Linked DNA regions of Rattus norvegicus: region 2 is linked to region 1. Evidence: chromatin contacts called from public Hi-C data. All regions are on one chromosome and are shown on one strand. The core of a region is the stretch at or near the end of the contact, and the rest is flanking DNA. Distances in the headings are between cores, read along the strand shown. Region 1 overlaps Slmap (sarcolemma associated protein). Region 2 holds the start of Dennd6a (DENN domain containing 6A).

Region 1 (5,849 bases), core at 2,604-5,103:
CATGTGTGTATAGTGCCTACCGAATCCAGAGGAGGGCATTAATTCGTTCCCTAAGAACTGAAGTCACAGACAGTTGTGAGATGCTGTGTGGGTGCTGAGAACAGAGCTTGAGTCTTCTGTAAGCAACCAGTGCTTTTGACTGCTGAACAATCGTCTCTAGCTGCCTGTTTCTTTCTTGATTGGCACTTTGGCTGGTTGGATATCTATCTTAAAATGAACAGTGAAATAAGGGCATCCACTCTCTCTATACTTGTTAAAACAGTTCTTAAAGTCTTTAACAGAGATAAGAAGGCAAACTATCCCTGTTTGCAGATGGCATGATCCTAGACTTAAAAGTCTCTCGACTCCATCAGATCTCAAACAATTTCAGCAAAGTAACATGATACAAAATTAGCACAAAAGCCAGCCACTTTTCTATGTACCCAAAACAAACGTGCTGAGAAATAAATAAGCCACACAACATCTCACTAAGTAAAGTATCTAAGGATGAGCCTTGCCACGGAAGTAAAAGAGGGGCTGGCCAGAGAGACCCCTCAGTGGTCAAGAATGCAAACCACTCTTGCAGAGGACCCAAGTTAGGGTCCCAGAACTAAAAGGCAGTTCAGAGCCTCCTGTGACTCCAGCAATGGTGTAGGCACTGTACACACAGGGCACACTTATATACGTGCAGTTTTCCCGCTGAGCCATCCCTTTAATTGCCGAGCCATCCCTCATGGCTGAGCCATCCCTCATGGCTGAGCCATCCCTCATGGCTGAGCCACCTTTCTAGCCCCTGGGAAGCCCTTTGCCTGCTGAGCCATGTCGCTGGCTCTTCATTGAGAATTGCTGCATCTGTGTTTCTGGGAGTTTGGTCTGTGGTTTTTTTGTTTTCTTTTCTTTTCTCCCTCTCTCTCTCCCCCTGCCCCTCTTCTGTGCGTCTTTGTCTGGGTTTTGGTATTGAGGTACTAATAGCTTTATAGATTGAGTTTGTAGTGCCCCTTCCTTCCATTGTATTTTACGGAATAGGATAAGGAACATTGGTGTCAGGTCCTCTTTAATGGTCCAGCAGGATCCAGCAGTGAATCTGTACCATCCTAGACTTTTGTTGTTGAGAGACTATTTCTTCATTCAGTCTGTTAATTTGTTATAGATATATTTAGGCTATTTATTTCTTCTCAATTTAAGTTTTTGGTAGGCCTTGTTTATAGAAATTTTCTCAAGTCTAGATTTTTTTATCTGTTTAGGACATGTTTCTAATTTGATTCTGTGTATTATTTGTCTATCTGCATGGCATCTCTGTGCACATGTCTCTGTGTATACATGTGTGTGAGCAAGAACAAGTGCCTGTATATGGATGTGCATGTTAGAGGTTGATATTGGCGTCTTCCTCACTCACTCTCCACCTTATTTATTTTTAAAATATTTAAAAGCGTTTTGCGCCCCCCACCCCCATATGTGCACCATGTGTGTACCCGGTGGCATTGGAGGCTAGAAAAGGACACAAGATTTCCTTGGAACTGGAGTTACAGGTAGTTGTGAGTTACTATGTGAGTGCCCCAACTCTTTGCCTTGTTTGTCCAGACAGGATTTCCCCAAATAATCTTGGCTGACCTGGAATTCTATAGAGACCAGGCTGGCCTTGAACTGCAGACTGTCTGCTTCTGCCTGAGTGCTGGGATTAAAAGCATGAGCCACCATGTCCAACATTATTTTTTTGAGATGTATCTTTCACTAAGTCTAAGCAAATCCCAGGAATTCTCCTGTCTCTGTCTTCCCATCGCTGGGATCACAGGGTGTGTGCGAGTGTGTGCGCGCGTGTGCGCGTGTGCGCGTGTGCGTGTGTGTGTTGGTTTCCATGCTTTGCCCCACCCTGATATGCTTTGTGCGTGAGTGAGTGTGCATGTGCATATGATGGGGTGGTGGTATATTCACACTTGTAATGCTCCTATGTACTTGGAAGTCAGAGTAGGATGCTGGTGTTTTCTCTCACTCTACCTTATTCATTTGAAATAGGCCTCTCCTTGAGCAAAGAGCTCACTATTTACTTACTTACTTATTTGAATAGACTGATGGTCAGCAAGTCCCAGTGACCCTTTGTCCTTTTCCTCCAGCACTGAGGTTTTTGGTATGCCTGGCTACAACAATGTAGTCATGATGTTGGAGATCCAAAGTCAGGACCTCATGTTTGCTACATGGCAAGCATGTTAGTGATTGAGACATCTCCCTAGCTTTGGTCCTGTAGATTTCATAGGTATTTATCTTAAGGTTCTTCTTGTCATCTTTAATTTTATTAATTTTCTCTTTATCAGTTTGGTTAGGGGGGTTGTTAGTCTTATGTAAGTAAGTAAATGTGTGTGTGTGTGTGAGATGCGTGTGTGTGTGAGATGAGTGTATGTGTGTGTGTGTGAGATGCATATGTGTATGTGAGATGAGTGTATGTGTGTGTGAGATACATGTGTGTATATGAGATATATGTGAGAGAGACAGGTGAATGTGTGTATGTGTGAGTGAGAGAGATGCATGTGTGTGTGTGTGTGAGATACATGTGTGTGTGAGATGCCCGTGTGTGTGTGTGTGTGTGTGTGTGTGTGTGTGTGAGAGAGAGAGAGAGAGAGAGAGAGAGAGAGAGAGAGATATGCATGTGTGTATGTGAGATGAGTGTATGTGTGTGGGAGATACATGTGTGTATATGAGATATGTGTGAGAGAGACATGTGAATGTGTGTATGTGTGCATGAGAGAGATGCATGTGTGTATGAGATGCATGTGTGTATGTGAGATGAGTGTATGTGTGTGTGAGATACATGTGTGTATATGAGATATGTGTGAGAGAGACAGGTGAATGTGTGTATGTGTGCGTGAGAGAGATGCATGTGTATATGTGTGTGAGATGCATGTGTGTGTGAGAAGCCCGTGTGTGTGTGTGTGTGTGTGTGTGTGTGTGAGAGAGAGAGAGAGAGAGAGAGAGAGAGAGAGAGATATGCATGTGTGTGTGCATTGCCTTCCATTATTACCCATCCCATTTATTTATTTATTATTGTATGGCATATTGATGTGGAATGTTTGGCTATGCCACAGCACATGTCCAGAAGTCAATGTTGGCTCTCTTCCTATATCTTTCTACTTTTTTTTTTTTTTTTTTGGTTCTTTTTTTCGGAGCTGGGGATCGAACCCAGGGTCTTGCGCTTCCTAGGCAAGCGCTCTACCACTGAGCTAAATCCCCAACCCCGTCTTTCTACTTTTATTTAGTTTTATTTCCTTAATATTTTTTAACTTGGGGATTGGAGAGATAGCTATCAATTAAGAGCTCTTGCTGCTTTTTCAGAGGACCAGGTTCATAACTATCATAACTCCAATTTCAGGGGGTCTGATTCCCTCTTCTCACTTTTGTGGGGACTAAATACCCATGTGATGTACACATAGAAATCTAACAATGGGGTTGGGGATTTAGCTCAGTGGTAGAGCGCTTGCCTAGCAAACGCAAGGCCCTGGGTTCGGTCCCCAGCTCTGAAAAAAAAAAAAAAGAAAAGAAATCTAACAATGATTTTTAAATTGCAGTTTGTGTGTGTGTGTGTGTGTGTGTGTGTGTGTGTGTGTGTGTGTGTGTAAGACAGAAGCTGTGAGACACATATGAAGGTCAGAGGACAGTTTATTGGGGCTGGTTCTCTCCTACCATGTGGGCCTGCTGGGAACATACCTTCAGGATTGGTGGCAAGCACCTTTATTCCCTGAGTTATTCTACCAGCCCGCTCAAACTTTGCTCTGTGAGATGGGGTCTTTGATTGAACCAGGAACTCACTGGTTGAACTAGACTGCCTGGCTGGTGCCTTCAGGATCTTTCTGTCGTTTCCCTGCTGGCTCTGTGTGGTTGTTCAGGCTCCAAACTCTTGTCGCCCGTGCTGGCTTCACCATTTTACTTATGGTTCTTTGTATACCAGTGGCCTCTGCTGGCTACAGTTAGCATTGCAGTCTGTGGGCTGTCAATCAAGAGTCTTGGTTTATATTCCCCAAGTTAGTTTATGCTTCAGGAAGGGGTGTGTCCCAAGTGCATTGGAAGTTTGTGGAACAAGTGCAGCACTAAGATCTTTGAGACAGCTTGTCACTGTGCTTTGACAATCTGTTAAGTTGCTTAGTGGGTATAGCTGCTCTGACATTTCTAGAAGATACAGTCTCACAGTAAACTTAAGGTTCTCCTGGTTTTTATAGTCTTTACACCCTCTCTTCTACCATGATCCCAGAGCCTTCGGTGGAAGCATTGTATTGTAGGTGTATCAGTTGGAACTGGGCACCACATGATCTCTTGCTGTCTGCACTTGAGGTTTTCTGGAACGTTTTTCATCTGCTACAAAGAGTTTTTTTTTAGTGTGTGTGTGTGTGTGTGTGTGTGTGTGTGTGTGTGTGTGTGTGAGAGATGTGGTTTGTAAACTACACTTATGGGTATAAGGATAAATATTTAGAGTTTTGTTTGGGGTTAGGCTGGTTTAGTGAAGTGGCAATTGTAGGTTCTCTTCCAAGATCCACTTCACTATCACTGCCTGGGTAGTTGGCTCTGTTTCCAGTATCTGACATGGTTTCCCTCCTGTTGAGCAGTTCTTGAGTGTGTTTAGAGAGCTTTTGGTTTCCACCAAGCTGGCATACTACTCTGGCAGCAACCCTTAGGGTTATCATGCCATGTTGATCACTGTTGTGGTTCATAGGTGTCTTAGTGGCTGCCCAAACAAGGCCTGAACAACAGTGATACCACTAGACGTGCTAACATGGAGGGGGGGCAGTTCAAGGGCCTCAACTATAGACAAGAAACCATAGGCAATCAAGTAGTACTGAGAGCAGAAATAATCTTCCCTAGAGAAGAGATCCAGTTGGTGGTCCCATACCCAAGTGGTCAGCTCTGAAATCATATGCATATAAGTAACATCATACAGATGGAACATGTGTTTATACACACATGAACACACACACACACACCATGACCAGTTAAAGAAAAAGGACATAAATTAGAGAGCTATGCATGGGGTTGCAGGGAGGAAGGGGAAGGGTGAAATAATGTAAATATATTATAAATTAAAACATAAAAAGTTATTATGAAAAATAAAAACAAATCTTAACCCATCTGTTAAATCATGTTGGGTGTGGTGGCTCATGCTTTTAATTCCAGCACTTGGGAGGCAGCGGCAGAGGGGCAGAGGGGCAGAGGGGCAGAGGGGCAGAGGGGCAGAGGCAGAGGGGCAGAGAGGCAGAGGGGCAGAGGCAGAGGGGCAGAGAGGCAGAGGGGCAGAGGCAGAGGGGCAGAGGCAGAGGGGCAGAGGGGCAGAGGGGCAGAGGCAGAGGGGCAGAGGGGCAGAGGGGCAGAGGGGCAGAGGGGCAGAGGGGCAGAGGCAGAGGGGCAGAGAGGCAGAGGGGCAGAGGCAGAGGGGCAGAGAGGCAGAGGGGCAGAGGCAGAGGGGCAGAGGCAGAGGGGCAGAGGGGCAGAGGGGCAGAGGCAGAGGGGCAGAGGGGCAGAGGGGCAGAGGGGCAGAGGGGCAGAGAGGCAGAGGGGCAGAGGCAGAGGGGCAGAGGGGCAGAGGGGCAGAGGCAGAGGGGCAGAGGGGCAGAGGGGCAGAGGGGCAGAGGGGCAGAGGCAGAGGGGCAGAGAGGCAGAGGGGCAGAGGCAGAGGGGCAGAGGCAGAGGGGCAGAGGGGCAGAGGGGCAGAGGCAGAGGGGCAGAGGGGCAGAGGGGCAGAGGGGCAGAGAGGCAGAGGGGCAGAGGGGCAGAGGCAGAGGGGCAGAGAGGCAGAGGGGCAGAGGCAGAGGGGCAGAGGCAGAGGGGCAGAGGGGCAGAGGGGCAGAGGCAGAGGGGCAGAGGGGCAGAGGGGCAGAGGGGCAGAGGGGCAG
Region 2 (6,138 bases), core at 1,087-3,586, 91 kb before region 1:
TTCCTCTCCTATCTTTCTTAAAGCAGTGATCCTTAATCTGGACACAGAATGTAACAAAGAATCCATGGATTAGTTCAAACAGTCTAACTATAAACAGAACTTTGTCTTATTTTCCAAGAAAGTTCAAACTGTTGATTTTTTTTGAAGCAAAAAACAAAACAAAACAAAAAAACAACCTAAGAACTACTTCGTAAAGAAAACTGCTGTGGGAAATAAAATTTAATATGTAACCTTTAATGACTTATTTTTCATCACCTCAACTTTGTCGAGATATTCCGCTTATTAAGAAAAGGAAAATACTCATGAAAAAGCAATGTTCCAAATGATGAGATTTTAAAAACGAATCAATGGAGCTAGAGAGATGGCTCATTGGGTAAGAACACTCTGGTTCCAGAGGACCCAGGCTCAGCGGCAGCTCTCAGCCATCTGCCGGCCCAGTTCAGAGGCCCTGATGCCCTCTTCTGACCTCTAGGCAGGAGAGTGGAGCTGGGACACACAGGCAAGCAGAACATCCACACATAAATAAATCTTTTTTAAAAATGTGACCAAATATAACAGCTTCTGCTTTCCAATTTTTATTTTGCCACACATGTAATTTTAGTTTATTATTAAATTACTAGTATAAAAGATGGTCTTCAGGGGCTGGAGAGATGGCTCAGCTATTAGGAGCACTTGCTGCTCTTCCTGAGGATGTGAGTTCAGTTCCCAGCACCTACGGGACCAGAAGGACTGCAGATCGAGTAGATCTAACCCCCTTTTCCAGACTCCACAAGCACAAGATACAAATGCTCTCTACATACAGACATGAAGGCAAAACATTCACACACACATTATATAAACAAATCTTTAAAAATAAATGTCTTCAGTCCTTGGAGATTGTTATCCCTGTCTCAAATAAAATACAGAATTGCTCTATGTACTAACTCTAACAACAAATGTTTATTGAATACTATGTCAGGCAATAAATTTGATCCTATTGACTGTGTAGATTAATTCTTAGGTCTCCACCTTATTGTCTCAATCCATAAATACAGGTTAGACCATACTTTATGTGCATGTTCACCGGACTCGCATAGTGCCTGGATCTTAATGAAAGCTTCAGTATTTAAATGAATACTGACCCAAAAGACAAGAGAGGGTGGGATACACAAGCAGCAGTTTCTCGTTTGAAACAACCAGACCACCAAAGTTAGAATAAGATTAGAATCTTTCATGGATGCCAAAAGAACAATAACAAAATACTAAAAACTTCAGAACATATGCCTTTCTATTAACTTTTTCCTTGGATAAATTAAGACAAACCTTTTATGCTAGCAAAAAAGAGGGGGGGCGACTAAATGATGGCAAAAATGAGTGAGATTCGAAGGCCTTTTAGGTAAGGATGTTACGATATCTGAGATTTTTACAAGTCTAAGATTTTCCCACTGACATTAGGTTTCTGGGAGCTGTTACAGAATCTGTATTAAGAAACAGCAGGGGACGGGGGAGGTGGTGTGGGAACAGCTCTTGAGAGCTTGCCTAGTTTTCAGAAGGCCCTGAATTCTATTTGTAATGCTAGGGAGAGACTTGGAGGGAATGGGGGCCCAACAACACTCCACCCAGAAAAGGGAAGCAGAGAGAAAAAGGGAGAAAATGCATGCTAAGCATTTTGACTCGGACTTAGTGGGCCGATCTATGAGTTAACTCAATTGGCAATACAGTCAGCCCACAGGATTGGACGTGCACGTTTGGCTACTATAATTCACATATGCTGGGGGGGTATTGTTCCTTTCTTGAAAGTTCCAAGCAAACATCCTGTCTGCTGCAGCCTTTTGTGGGTGCCGCTACCCTTCAGTTATCGCTGTGTTTTGTTTTGTTTTTTTAAAGAGGAACATCAACAAGTATTTAGGAGGGGCCTACAAAGAACTTTTCACCCTTAGCCGCAGCCCACGATCCTCCCACCGAAAGGCCGGAGAAGCGCCGCCCAGCTGAGCCGCGCAGGGGCTACGAGCCACGCCCGGATGCGCCGCGGCCAGGTCCCGGCCGCCCAAGGGTGGAGACAGGGTGCGGCTCCGCCTCACCTCCACCGCCTGGCCCAGCTCCAGGTCGAAGCCCACCACACACACGCAGTGTAGCCAGGCTGAGAAGCCGTCCCAGCGCAGCAGGCCCCGGCGGCCATCGTCCTCCTCATCGTCCTCCAGCGCGACTCCCGCCGCCGCAAGGGCCGCCGCCTCGCGCCCCTCGGCCCCAGCCTCGTCCAACGACCCGCGGGAACCGGGTCCGAAGACCGCCTGGTCCCGCAGAGCCATCCGCCACCCCCTGTCCGCTCGAGCCGCCTCCGCCGCGGACCGCGCCGCAGAGCGCGCAGGCCTCCGCGCACGCGCACCGAGTGCTGCCGCAGCAGCTCCGGACTCCCTGGATAGGGGCGCGGCCACGAGCCACGTGACCCTGGGAGCGGGGGTTCAGTGTGTTTCCCTGCACGCCGCCACCCCTGCTGCTGGCGCCGACTGGCCTACTGGTCTTAGAATCCTCATCTCGTCCCGACGACAGTACAGCAACGAATTATTCTCGGAATGACACAGTTCATTATTAAAGTATCACTAAAACAGTGGTGTTTAATGAAACTTTTACTCTGTGCCAGTTGATATGCTAAGTTCAAATAAAGTATTAACTATTAAACAAATCAATATGGTAGATACTATCTTGTTTGTTAAGTGTTGGGTAGGTCTTTCTTTTCTTTTTTAGCTATGTCTTGCGTAGTCCTGACTGGCCTCTAACACATGGTACTGCCTCAGCCACCCAAGATTCTGGGTTTAGTGGCATGGGCTGCCACCTCTGGCTAATTTGACTTCACAGCTAAGGAAACTGAAGTTCTGAGAGGTTCCTTGACTACCCCCGCAAGTATAAGAAGTCTAAGGTAAGCCTTCGTTCACTCCTGCAGTCCACTGATAGAGATGTGTACTTTCGCTCTCCAATACCCTCCCTACTAAGGCGGCTCCCATCTTTATTGGTCCGGCGGACTCACTCAACTCTTAAGCATATCCAGACTTTCTTGGAATCCCAAGTTGGTCAGTCACCTTTGGACCATGTTATCTGAGCACTGGAGGAAGGGCCTGACTTCAAGCTACTTTGTTAGAGGTCAGACAGTACTAGGCAGGTCACTCAAGAGACATCTGCCCCGCTGAACTGCTATTGATTATTGGCACAGCATGATACCACTAAGTAGGATTTATCAGCATCTGCTAGGATTTATTCATCGAAAGTAATTAGAAAACATGGTAATACCCAATAGGAAAGTGTGTAAAAGACAGTTGGTAACATACAATGGGTTTTTCTTTTCTTTTCTTTTTTTTTTTTTTTCCGGAGCTGGGGACCGAACCCAGGGCCTTGCGCTTCCTAGGTAAGCGCTCTACCACTGAGCTAAATCCCCAGCCCCACAATGGGTTTTTCAAAACCCATCCCCATACCTGAGCCTCTCGACAGTCTGAGGCAAGTGCTATTCCTGCTTCTACTTTACATAGAAACAAACTGGGACTCCAAGTGATGGCTTAGTGGTTAGGTGATGGCTTAGTAGTTAGGAGAGCTTGCTGCTTTTGCAGAGGATCAGGTTTAATTCCCAACACCCACATAGTGGCTCACAACTATTTGTAACTCCAGTTCCAGGGGATCTAATGCCCTTCTCGTCTCCAAAGGCACCAGGAACATATGTGATGCACAGACATGAATATAGTAGAACAAAACATTAAAACACATAAAAATACTTAACCATCGAGAAATGGCCCATCTTTTGAAGGTCAAGTATTCTCCAGTTTCAGTAGTAGTATATGCTGAAGACTTTCTTAAAGATTTATTTACTATTTTTATTTTATATGTATGAGTGTTTTGCCTGTATGTATGTATGGGTACTGAAGTGGAGTTTGGTTTGCACAGAGGCCAGAAGAGGATGCCAGATCCTCCGGAGTTAAAGACGGTTGTAAACTCCACTGTGGTGCTGAAAATCAAACCTTACTTAGTTTTCTACAAGATCAACATGTGTTTGTAACTGCTAAGACATCTATCTCTCTAACCTCACCTGGAAACTTTTGTTAACACAGAGTTAACTGGGGACAACACTTAAATTAGAAACTGTCTTTCACCAAACAATCTGCCTGTGACAAAGAAGCAGCAGAGTTCAGAAAGAAAACCATAAACCGTATTCAAGTGAGGTTCTAAACCACTGTCCCGAGAAAACAGTACTGTTCTGTATTAGAAAGAGCCGTGGGCTAGAAAAAAGAATCTATGCTCCAGTGGTAGCTCCATCTATTATCCTGATTGGCAAGCAGCTCCAAGAACTAGTGCCTGGATTGGTAAAACACAATGGTGATTGCTAACCCGACCTACTCACTGTCAAGAAGAGTGTTCCCAGTCCAGACACTTTGCCATAAGATACTTTAATGATCCATAAGCTCTAATGACCCGCTGTTCCTCAGTGCTGGACCCTTGACATGTGGACACAAATTACCATTCTTTCAATACTATCTTTTCTGTTATTGTTTATTTGTTTGAGACCGGGTTTCTTGGTACAGTCCTGGCTGTTCTGGAACAAGCTCTGTAGACCAGGCTGGCCTCGAACTCAGAGGTCTGCCTCCAGGCTGCTGGGATTAATAGATCACGATCTACCACTCCTGGCTGAAATACTATCTTATATAATATTTGGCTAAGAAAATCTTGTCCAGGGACTGGAGAGATGGCTCAGCACTTAAGAGCACTGGCTGCTTTTTCAGAGATCTCGAGTTCAATTGCTAGCAACCACACAGCATCTCACATAGCACATACATAGCATAGCAACCACACATAGATGTCCTCTTCTGGCAGGAGGCACACATGCAGATGAAGCACTCATATGCATAAATAAATATTAAGAGAGAGAAGAAAATCTGACTAAATGGTGCATCCCAGAACCACAGATTAAGAAGGCCAGAGGTGTGACGAGAAACAAGATACACCAGGCATCTGGGTTTAGTGACAAAAACATACATCCATATTATTACTTCTTAAACTTTTAAACAGAGGTGTATAGATATCAGGAAAAACTGGAAGTAGGTATGTGTCTGTTTTCTGTCTATACTTTTAGCTTTGGTACTCCTACCACAGTGTCTGTTTTTTAAGATTTTCTTATGTTTCTTTGTTTGGGGGGCACATACCTACTGTGGCTTGCATATGGTGGTCATAGAACAACTTTCAGGAGCAGGTTCACTCCTTCTATTACATGGGAACCAGGTTGCCTACTTGGCAGCCAGTGGTGTCATCTACTGACCCATCTTGCTGGACCTGGAATCTACTTTAAACATGGTTTTTGCGCTTAAAATTTACATGGGGCCTAGGAGAGAGAAATGGTAACCTTTATAGAGTTTGTCATTAGAACATTTAAATCTGAAAGTATCTTGATCAGGGTCGTTTCTTCACACTTTCCGTCCTATTTGTGAGTTTTCCGATGCTGGCTCAGCCAATCCCGCATGTGCACTGGCTCTTAACTATAAGAGCTGCTCTTTCTGTTTGGTCATGAGGGCTAGGAACGTCTTCGTCTTGTGGAGTCCAGCTTTTCTAAACAATAGCCCATGGATTGTTTCCAAACAGTCATCTTACATCCTCATGTCCAGCCTCCTGGATAAACTACTCCGAATTCTCCACCTTTCTTCAAAGGATTCTAGCAACTAATCATCCAGTCACCCTACTTGGGTAGACGTGGAGTTGTTGAATCAGTTTTAAGACACAGAAGGAAGCTCCATTCTCTAGGTGTGAGCTAACCCCAGCAAAGTGAACCCTGGGACTCTATCCTTCTTATGCTGCCAGTAGCCTTCTGTCAGTACCACTTCAGATCAGGTCACATCCCTGACTCAGGTTGTGTTTCCTGTCAACTGAAGCTCTAGGTCGTAAGCTTCTTGTTGTTTTTCCCCTGTGAGAGGCACTTAAGTCAGGGTAGGCTGCTGGAGCCAAAAAAACTCACTGAATTCCTGGCTCTGCTGCTCTTCTAGTATTACCAGAACACTGAATACAAGATTAAAAACATTCCAGACTTCCCTACTCACTCCTAACCAATCTCCTGGTATTTAAGCAATTTTTGTGGCTTTAACAACAATAGCAAAAAAAAAAAAAGTGTGAACATGAGACATGAGACAG

What was found. A called contact is a pair of places that touch in the nucleus more often than the background predicts.
Region 2: a contact with region 1 is called in a Hi-C map of psoas muscle, with 2.5 times the contacts expected there. The contact joins the promoter of Dennd6a here to the enhancer-like site in region 1. A contact is called at or near these places in 2 of 12 Hi-C or Micro-C datasets (frontal cortex and psoas muscle).

What each region holds. Positions count from the first base shown.
Region 1 is chr16:1,750,450-1,756,298 of GRCr8, reverse strand. All of the region lies in intron 2 of Slmap (sarcolemma associated protein), which reads left to right. Among named protein-coding and RNA genes, the nearest start is that of Slmap, 39 kb to the left of the region's middle. Within about 2 kb of position 3,853, at least 8 of the 93 cell types and tissues checked have an H3K27ac peak or open chromatin away from gene starts, as enhancers often do.
Region 2 is chr16:1,840,001-1,846,138 of GRCr8, reverse strand. Dennd6a (DENN domain containing 6A) reads right to left here and starts at 2,336. Exons shown (of 20, transcript NM_001134467.1): 1 at 2,061-2,336. The coding sequence starts at 2,288. LOC134482439 (a long non-coding RNA gene) reads left to right here. Exons shown (of 3, transcript XR_010058539.1): 3 at 1-2,666.